2 separate regions of the Mus musculus genome follow, and region 1 is linked to region 2. A link is a contact called in public HiChIP or PLAC-seq data. All regions are on one chromosome and are shown on one strand. The core of a region is the stretch at or near the end of the contact, and the rest is flanking DNA. Distances in the headings are between cores, read along the strand shown.

What was found. HiChIP or PLAC-seq counts read pairs in DNA pulled down with a chosen protein or histone mark.
Region 1: an H3K27ac HiChIP or PLAC-seq map of large pre-B cells shows a contact between it and region 2, with 2.7 times the contacts expected there. The contact joins two enhancer-like sites. A contact is called at or near these places in 10 of 39 promoter capture datasets (3T3-L1-derived adipocytes, the HPC-7 cell line, frontonasal cranial neural crest and 6 more), 1 of 15 datasets of contacts at CTCF or cohesin (the NIH/3T3 cell line), 1 of 484 Hi-C or Micro-C datasets (liver), 4 of 115 datasets of contacts at active chromatin or transcription factors (embryonic basal ganglia, embryonic midbrain, large pre-B cells and 1 more) and 1 of 9 other capture datasets (embryonic stem cells).

Annotation. Positions count from the first base shown.
Region 1 is chr6:120,054,948-120,058,976 of GRCm38.p6, reverse strand. No RefSeq gene overlaps it. Among named protein-coding and RNA genes, the nearest start is that of Wnk1, 18 kb to the right of the region's middle. Within about 2 kb of position 2,641, at least 67 of the 459 cell types and tissues checked have an H3K27ac peak or open chromatin away from gene starts, as enhancers often do.
Region 2 is chr6:119,506,579-119,510,572 of GRCm38.p6, reverse strand. The region is part of intron 1 of Wnt5b (wingless-type MMTV integration site family, member 5B); the gene reads left to right. Among named protein-coding and RNA genes, the nearest start is that of Gm30690, 9.4 kb to the left of the region's middle. Within about 2 kb of position 2,177, at least 49 of the 459 cell types and tissues checked have an H3K27ac peak or open chromatin away from gene starts, as enhancers often do.

The DNA.
Region 1 (4,029 bases), core at 1,392-3,891, 550 kb before region 2:
CTTTAAATATATATATATATTTTGGTTTTTTCGAGACAGGGTTTCTCTGTATAGCCCTGGCTGTCCTGGAACTCACTCTGTAGACCAGGCTGGCCTCAAACTCAGAAATCTGCCTGCCTCTGCCTCCCAAGTGTCGCTGGGATTAAAGGCATGCGCCACCACGCCCGGCTAAAAGTAATTTTTTAAAAAGTCCTGTCACAGCCGGGCGGTGGTGGCACACGCCTTTAATCTCAGCAACACTTGGGAGGCGGAGGCAGGCAGATTTCTGAGTTTGAGGCCAGCCTGGTCTACAGAGTGAGTTCCAGGACAGCCAGGGCTATACAGAGAAACCCTGTCTCGAAAAACAACAACAACAACAAAATCAACTAACTTGGCTAAGAGGTGGGAAATAGCAGAACAGAGGGTTCAAGTTCACCAACCTTCTCTGGGACCTCTGTTCCTGACAGCCACTGTCACCTTCCTACTAATAGTGATTGAAGTACCTCATACTGCCACATTGCATCTCCAGCCCATGATCCATGATCTGCATTGCCAGCACTCCCATTAGCTCTCACAGAGACTGCTGCAGTGGACATGGATGCACTACCCAGATCTCCCTTTAAGTGTGAACTTGTAGCCCTAGCTGCTGGGAGTATGATTGTTCTGCTTAGGAATGGTCTTGGCTACGGACAGTGCCCTAGACTGAAGTCATGTCCTTCCCAAAACAGACTACATTCGGTGAGCAGGTATAGGCACTTACTGCCAAGCTGGGCCACCTGTGTGTGATCCAGTCCCTCTTGATGGAAGGAGAGAACTGATTCCCACTGGTCTTGTTCTGACCATCATATGCAAGCTGTGGCATATGGGTATACATACACGCACTGTAATTGAAAAAAAAAAGTTCAAGGTCAATTTGAGTCCTGTAATATAATGCCATCTCAAAAATAAATCAATAAATGCAATTAGTGTGTGGTTTAGTTGTTCCATTTTGGATATTGTTATGACTGGAATGTGAAGTGGTTCTTCCAGGACCATTTGTGGGCTTCAACACATGGCCCTATTGCTGGTACTATTTTGAGAGGCTGTGGGCCATTTGGGGAGAAAACATAGCTGGTATAGATAGGTCCTGGCCAGGTCTTTAAGGGTTATACTCTCATCTGCTATCAGAACAGGCTGTCTGCTTCTCCACACTCCAAGATGTGAGAAGCTCTGCCTCAGTGCTCCCATGACTATGGACAGAGCTGTCCAGGAACAGCTTACCATCATGACAGATTATATTCTGAGCTGTGAATTCTGAGCTGTGGTTCTATCAGGTATTTGGTCACAGCAATCAGTATAGAGATCCATACCTTAAAAAACTAAAGTCAGATATAGACATGTATGTCTGTGTAAACTTCATTTATTTATTTATTTATTTACTCATTCATTCATTCATGCATTCATTCATTTATCTATTTATTTATTTTGGGGGAAGGGTGTGCATGCCATTGCATACTTGTGGAGGTCAAAGGGCAACTTGCAGAAGTTAGTTCTTGCTTTCCACTCTGTGGGCCCTGGAAACTGAGTTCAGGTCTTTAGGCGTCGCCTTCTCACCAGCCTCACTCCAGACATATTTATACATCCAGATGCACAGGAGCATTGTTCACATTAACCAGTCAAGAACAACCCAGATGCCTCCAGTGCATGGTGCATTGTGCATGCTACGTATACACAATGGAGTATTCTCCAGTCTTCAGAGGCAAAGGCCTATGCTACAACTTCATGAGCTTTGAGATGTACTAAGTAAGGTAAGCCAAGTAGCCTGTGATTCTTCGAGTAGTTAGGGTCACAGAGACAGACTACAGAATGGTGATTGCCAGAGCTGTTAGGGAAGGAGGAAGAGGAGCTGACCCTTAATGGGTATGAAGTTTCAGTTTGCAAAATAAAGGAATCCTAGAGATTAGTTACATGGCAATGTGACTCATACCTTATGATGCTGAACTGTATATCTAACAGTGGGGTGGTGGGGTGCAGCTGGAGAAATGGCTCAGTGGCTAAGAGCATTGGCTGCTCTTCCAGAGGACTGGGTTTGAGTCCTAGTACCCATATAGTGGCTCACCACCATCTTCTTACCCCAGTTCCAGGGAGATCTGACACTCTCTTTTGCACCAGGAGCAGACATAGTTACACAGACATACACATTCTGCTAATAACCTACCATGTTCACTACAACAGAATACATTTTTTTCTGCAGAGAGCAGAAAAAACATTCATATACATAAAACAAGACGTTTTGTGTGTGGGTGGGTGGGGCAGGATCTCTCTATGTAGTTCTGGCTTTCCTTGAACTTATGTACACTAGGCTGGACTTGAATTCATAGATATCCACCTGACTCTGTCTCCAAAGTGCTGAAAATTATGTAATTTATATATAGCATATTATGTAAGTTATATAATATTTAATATATTAATACATGTATAATATGTATAAAATAAAACATATACATTATATCATATGCAATTTATTATGTATATTTATATATGTGCGTACACACACACACACACACACACACACACGACAGCTGTGGCTGACAAAGACAATCAGAAGTCATGGGGGATGGGAGTAGGGATGGAGAAAGTGCTAGACTTCCTCACCAGCCTGAGCTGGTTATGGTTTGCTGCCTGAGGAAACAGGAAGGAAAAAGCATTTGTTGTGGCTCTAAGAGAGTAATTACAAAAGCAGGTGTTAAGCAGGAAGAACCAGAAAAACACTTCTTGAACCCCATTTAGAAGCTGGAGAGGAAAAAAAAATGCCTGGGCAGGCTCAAAGACTGAAGTTTTAGAAGTATAGCTGACAGTGGGCACAAGAAGGAAGGACTCAGTTGACCTGAGGGGACAGAAGCTGAGGAGACACTAGGATACTAGATCCTAGTCTCTCTTGAATCCCTGGTGATGCTCTGGTCTTGGCTTTGGCTCAGACACTGAAAGAGGAGCCAAGAAAACAAGCCAAGTGGAAAGCTAAGCCTTGTAGGGGCTCAGTTTCAGAGTGACCCCAGCCAACAATCAACCTGAAACTACTTTTCTCAAAGCATTACAACTGCAAGGCACTGTAGCTATAGATGCCCCTTTTGATGCACAGGTGACAATTTCCTGTCTCTCTTGTAAACTCTGCTCACCCATCCCTGTTTCCAGAGGCCCCTCAAAACTGTCTTATAGACTTAACATGAGTAGGTTGCCCCAGGTGTTGCCAAAAGAGTCTATCTGAAGTACTTTTTCTGGTCTTCTCTCATACTTTTGATTCATTATTCTTTTCTGGTTGTAGGAAAAAATTGTGTGTGTGTGTGTGTGTGTGTGTGTGTGTGTATGTGTGTATACACATAATATATATAGTGTTTACCATTTTACTCATTTTATTTTATTTTATTTTTTTTTTAAACTTTTTTTTTTTAAAGATTTATTTATTATTATATGTAAGTACACTGTAGCTGTCTTCACACACTCCAGAAGAGGGAGTCAGATCTCGTTAAGGATGGTTATGAGCCACCATGTGGTTGCTGGGATTTGAACTCTGGACCTTCAGAAGAACAGTCGGGTGCTCTTACCCACTGAGCCATCTCACCAGCCCCTCATTTTAGAACATACATTTAGTGGCATTAAGTGCATTTAACATGTTGAGTAATCATTACCAATATCCTTTTTCATGACTCAAAATAAAAGCTCGGTGCCCATTAAACAGTAATACACCGACCCTCGGTAACCTGTAATTTCCTTTCTGTCTCTCTGAATTTGCCTTTTCTACCTTGGATAAGAAGATTTTATCCCTTTTAAAGGTTGGACAATATTCCATTGCAGCATACACCACATGTTATTTATTCACTCATGTAGTGATAGACACTTGTATTGTTCCCAGCATTGAGCTCTCTTGAATAACGTTGCTATAAACATTGGTCTATAGGTAATCTGTTCGAGTCTCTGTTTTCAGTTCTTTTGAGTACACACTGAGGAGTGAAGTTGCTAGATGGTAGGATAATTCTGTTTACCATTTTGTGGAACAGCCTAACTGTTTTCTTA
Region 2 (3,994 bases), core at 928-3,427:
CCCACTGGTGATGCTCTTCTTTCAGCAAGGCTCTACCTTCTAAGGTTCCACAACCACCCCTGCGCCCCGCCCCCCAACACACACATGCATACAGTGTCACCAACTGAGGACAAAGTATTCAATTTCATGAGCCTCCAGGAATTTATATGTTGGGATTTAATTCCTTAGGGTGGCTCTGCTGGGAGGTGGGTCCCAGAGGCATAGAGTCCCAGGGTAAAAATGCTGTTCCCCATGAGTACCTGCTCTAGCCGAACAGGACCCAACAAGCAGGTCATGTGACCCAGCACAAATGCATCTCACCTTAGCAAGTTCAAAGCCCAGAAGCCCTCCCAGGAGGGAAGGGAGGAGAAAGTGAAGGGGGCATTGGAGCCACCTCCAAAGCGGCGCCTCTCCGAGGGGAGCATGGGGGCTTTTTATTTGGGAATCTTTATGAGAAAGGATATTAGTGATTGGTACATTTCTGAGCATGTTCAATTTAAGATCATAGTTCAAAAAAGGAAATATGATAATTACAAGCACTGGTGGGCATGCTCAGTCCAACATTATGAGGAGCCAGATTTACTCTAAGTCTCCTAAAAGAAAGAGTGGCTTTGTGACGTGGCTAGTTTCCCACAAGAATCTTAGTTGTAACAAAAACAAAAAACAAGTCTGAAAGCACAGCGATGCAGGAATGAGGGGCCCTGCCCACTCTTTCCATTCTCCTGTGTGTGTGATCCTGTCCTGCTTTCTACTGCGAAGCAAGAAAAACCTCACCAGATTCGGTACTCGATCATTGCGTTCCGCTCTCCGGAAACTTGAGCTGGAAGGAACTTCTTTCCTTTATACATTACTCAGTCGCAGGTATCCTGTTATAGTCATAGGAAACGGATCAGTCATGTCTGGCTGTGAAGAAAAAAACTGCAAGACAGACTAGAACTCAAATAATGAGACGGAGTAAGCATGAGCCAGACTTGGCTTTAACAGGGATGTTGGCTCTAACGGACTAGGAATTTAAAACTCTGATGGGAAGCTTGGCAGCTTGTAAGAACAGATGAGCAATGTATGAGAGAGAGAGATTGAACAGCAAATGCCACACAGCAAAACCACTTAACAGAGGCAAGGAGCACCTTCAGTGGACACAGCGAAGGAGAGTCTCAGAGTGAAGGGTGCACCAGGAGAAACCGCCAATGCTGACAATCTGCGAGGAGAAAGGGTTCCAGAGAAGGAGGTGAGAATAAAAACCACAAGACAGCCAGGTGTGGCGCACACCTTCAATCTCAGAACTCCAGGGGCAGAGGCAGGAGGATCTCTATGAGTTAGGTTACCCTGGTCTATAGAGTGAGTTCCAGGCCAGCCAAGGCTACACAGTGAGACCCTGTCTGGGACTCACCACTAAAAATAGCACTGTGAGACAAGTACAGCAGGCTGCTAACACGTGTTACAGGGACACCAAAAGGACACGAGAGGGGGAGGAGGGATTTAAAACAACTCCGCTGAGAATTTCTGCATCTGCAAGGTAACATCAGACACAAAACCACAGATCCAGGAAGCTCAAGGTGTTTCAAGCACGATGAATGCCCCCAAAGAAAACGTTTTTAAATAACAGGAAATAGAAGAAAAAGAAACAATCCTGAAAGAAGACCAAATACTAAGAATTGCCTCTGACTGCTCAGGGACTGGGCAGGCAAGGAAGAGAGTGGAGTGGATTATTTCGGGAACTGAGAGAAAGCAGTCTATCACCCTCAAGTTCTGCACCTGCTGAGATCATCCTTCCAGAGGAAGGCAACAACTCCTTTCTGGTAAACAGAGACAGGGCATTTGTCACCAGCAAAACTGCCCTACAAGAACCCATAAGAAAGATGAGCCAAGCACGGTGGCACTCAAGCATGCTAACCACAAAGAAGTGTCATTAGACGGCCAAGCATGGCGGCACACACCTTTAACCCCAGCACTTGGGAGGCAGATCTCTGTGAATTCCAGGCCAGTCTGGTCTACATGTTTCAAAAAAAAAAAATTATTACTAGAAACTTTGAAATGACCTAGTGAGGAGCTATATTTTACTGTGGAAATCAGTTTCTCTTTTGGGTTGTTAGTCTTGTTAGTAAAATAATTTGAACTTGTGTGGTGGTTTAAATATGCTTGGCCCACGGGAAGTGGCACTGTTAGGCGGTGTGGCCTTGCAGTGGATGTGGCCTTGTAGTGGGAGTGGCCTTGTTGGAGGAAGTGCGTCACTGTGGGAGTAGGCTTTGAGGTCCTATGCTCAAGCTACCCCCCAGTGCAGAGGAGACCCTGCGGAAGAAAGTCTTTTCGTGGCTGCCTTCCATCAGGATGTAGCACTCTTGGCTCTTCCAGTATCGTATCTGCCTGGACACTGCCGTGCTTCCCACCATGATGATTATGCACTGAACCCCTAAAACTGTAAGCCAGCTCCAATGAAATAGTTTCCTTATAAGACTAGCCTTGGGGGCTGGTGAGGTGGCTCAGCGGGTAAGAGGACTGACTGCTCTTTCAAAGGTCCTGAGTTCAAATCCCAACAACCACATGGTGGCTCACAAACCACCTGGCCGACCTGAGGGAGCAGAGGTACTAAATTCAATTCTGAACAACCAGATGAAGGTTCACAACTATCTGTACAGCTACAGTGTGTACTCATATACATAAATAAATAAATCTTAAAAAGAAAAAAAAAAAAAAGACTAGCCTTGATCATGGTGTCTATTCTTAGCAATAAAACCCAAACTAAGACAAGTAAGATTTAGTAGGAAGCTTGAAGCTGATTTTATTATTAGGATTGCAGAAAAAAAAAAAAAAACAACAGACTGAGCAATCTCTACCTCTCAGCAGTCGCAGGGAAGGGATATGGAGAAGAGGACAGACAGCCATGCCTCTTGAGTCAGCGCAGCAAGCAGACACATAGAAGCAAGCAGTAAGGTTGCTTCAGGAAACGTCTAAAGTATCAGAGAAAACACATTCAGACTTTGGCTATTATCCAAAAGGGAGAGAGAGATAGAAGATGGCCTTTGGTCCCAGGCCTCAGGAGGCAGAGGCAGGGAGCTCTCTGAGTTCAAAGCCAGCCTGGTCTACAAAGGCAGTTTCTGGCCAGCCAGAGTTACATAGTGAGAGCCTGTTTCAAAACAAGGCAGAAAAGAAATGTAGCTGGGTATGGTGGTGCACGCCTTTAATCCCAGCACTTGGGAGGCACAGACAGGCAGATTTCTGAGTTCAAGGCCAGCCTGGTCTACAAAGTGAGTTCCAGGACAGCCAGGGAGGGCTACACAGAGAAACCCTGTCAAAAAAAAAAAAAAAAAAAAGAAGAAGAAGAAAAAGAAAAAGAAAAGAAATGTTACACCTTTCTGAGTTCGTGGGCAGGCTTAGCAGAGCTAAAGAAGAGGACAAGGAAGAAGAGGAGGAAGAAGAGAGGAGAGGAGGAGGAGGAGGAAGAGGGGGAGGAAGAGGTGGTGGCAGGGGTTCCTTCTTCGCACCCCAGAACTGTCTGTGCAGAGAGTGGTTCTTGAGGCATGAACTGACTGTTGTATGAAGTTCACTCTTAGAGACCCAGGCTTGCCTGGTTGGGGGGGGGGGAGAGCCTTAATTGAAGTTAATGCTCTTTTCCTCCCTGATTAGCCCCTCTCAGCTTTGGCCAATGTCTTAGTTACTTTTCTATTACTGTGATAAGACACCACGACCAAGGCAACTTATAAAATTAAAAAGTGTATAATTTGGGCTTACAGTTTCAGAGTCCATGATGGCAGTGCAAACGCATGGTGGCAGGAACAGCTGGGAGCTCATATGTTGATCTGCAGGAGGGAGGGAGGGAGAAAGAGAGGAAGGGGAGGGAGAGAGGGAGAGGGGTGGGGGGAGCACTCAAGAATGAGCACTGGGAATCATAGATTCTTTTGAAACTTCAAAAACCGCTCCCAATGACAGTGACACACTTTCTCCAACAAGGCCACACCTCCTAATCCTGCCCAAATAATCCCATCAACTGGGAATCAAGGATTCGGACATATGAGTC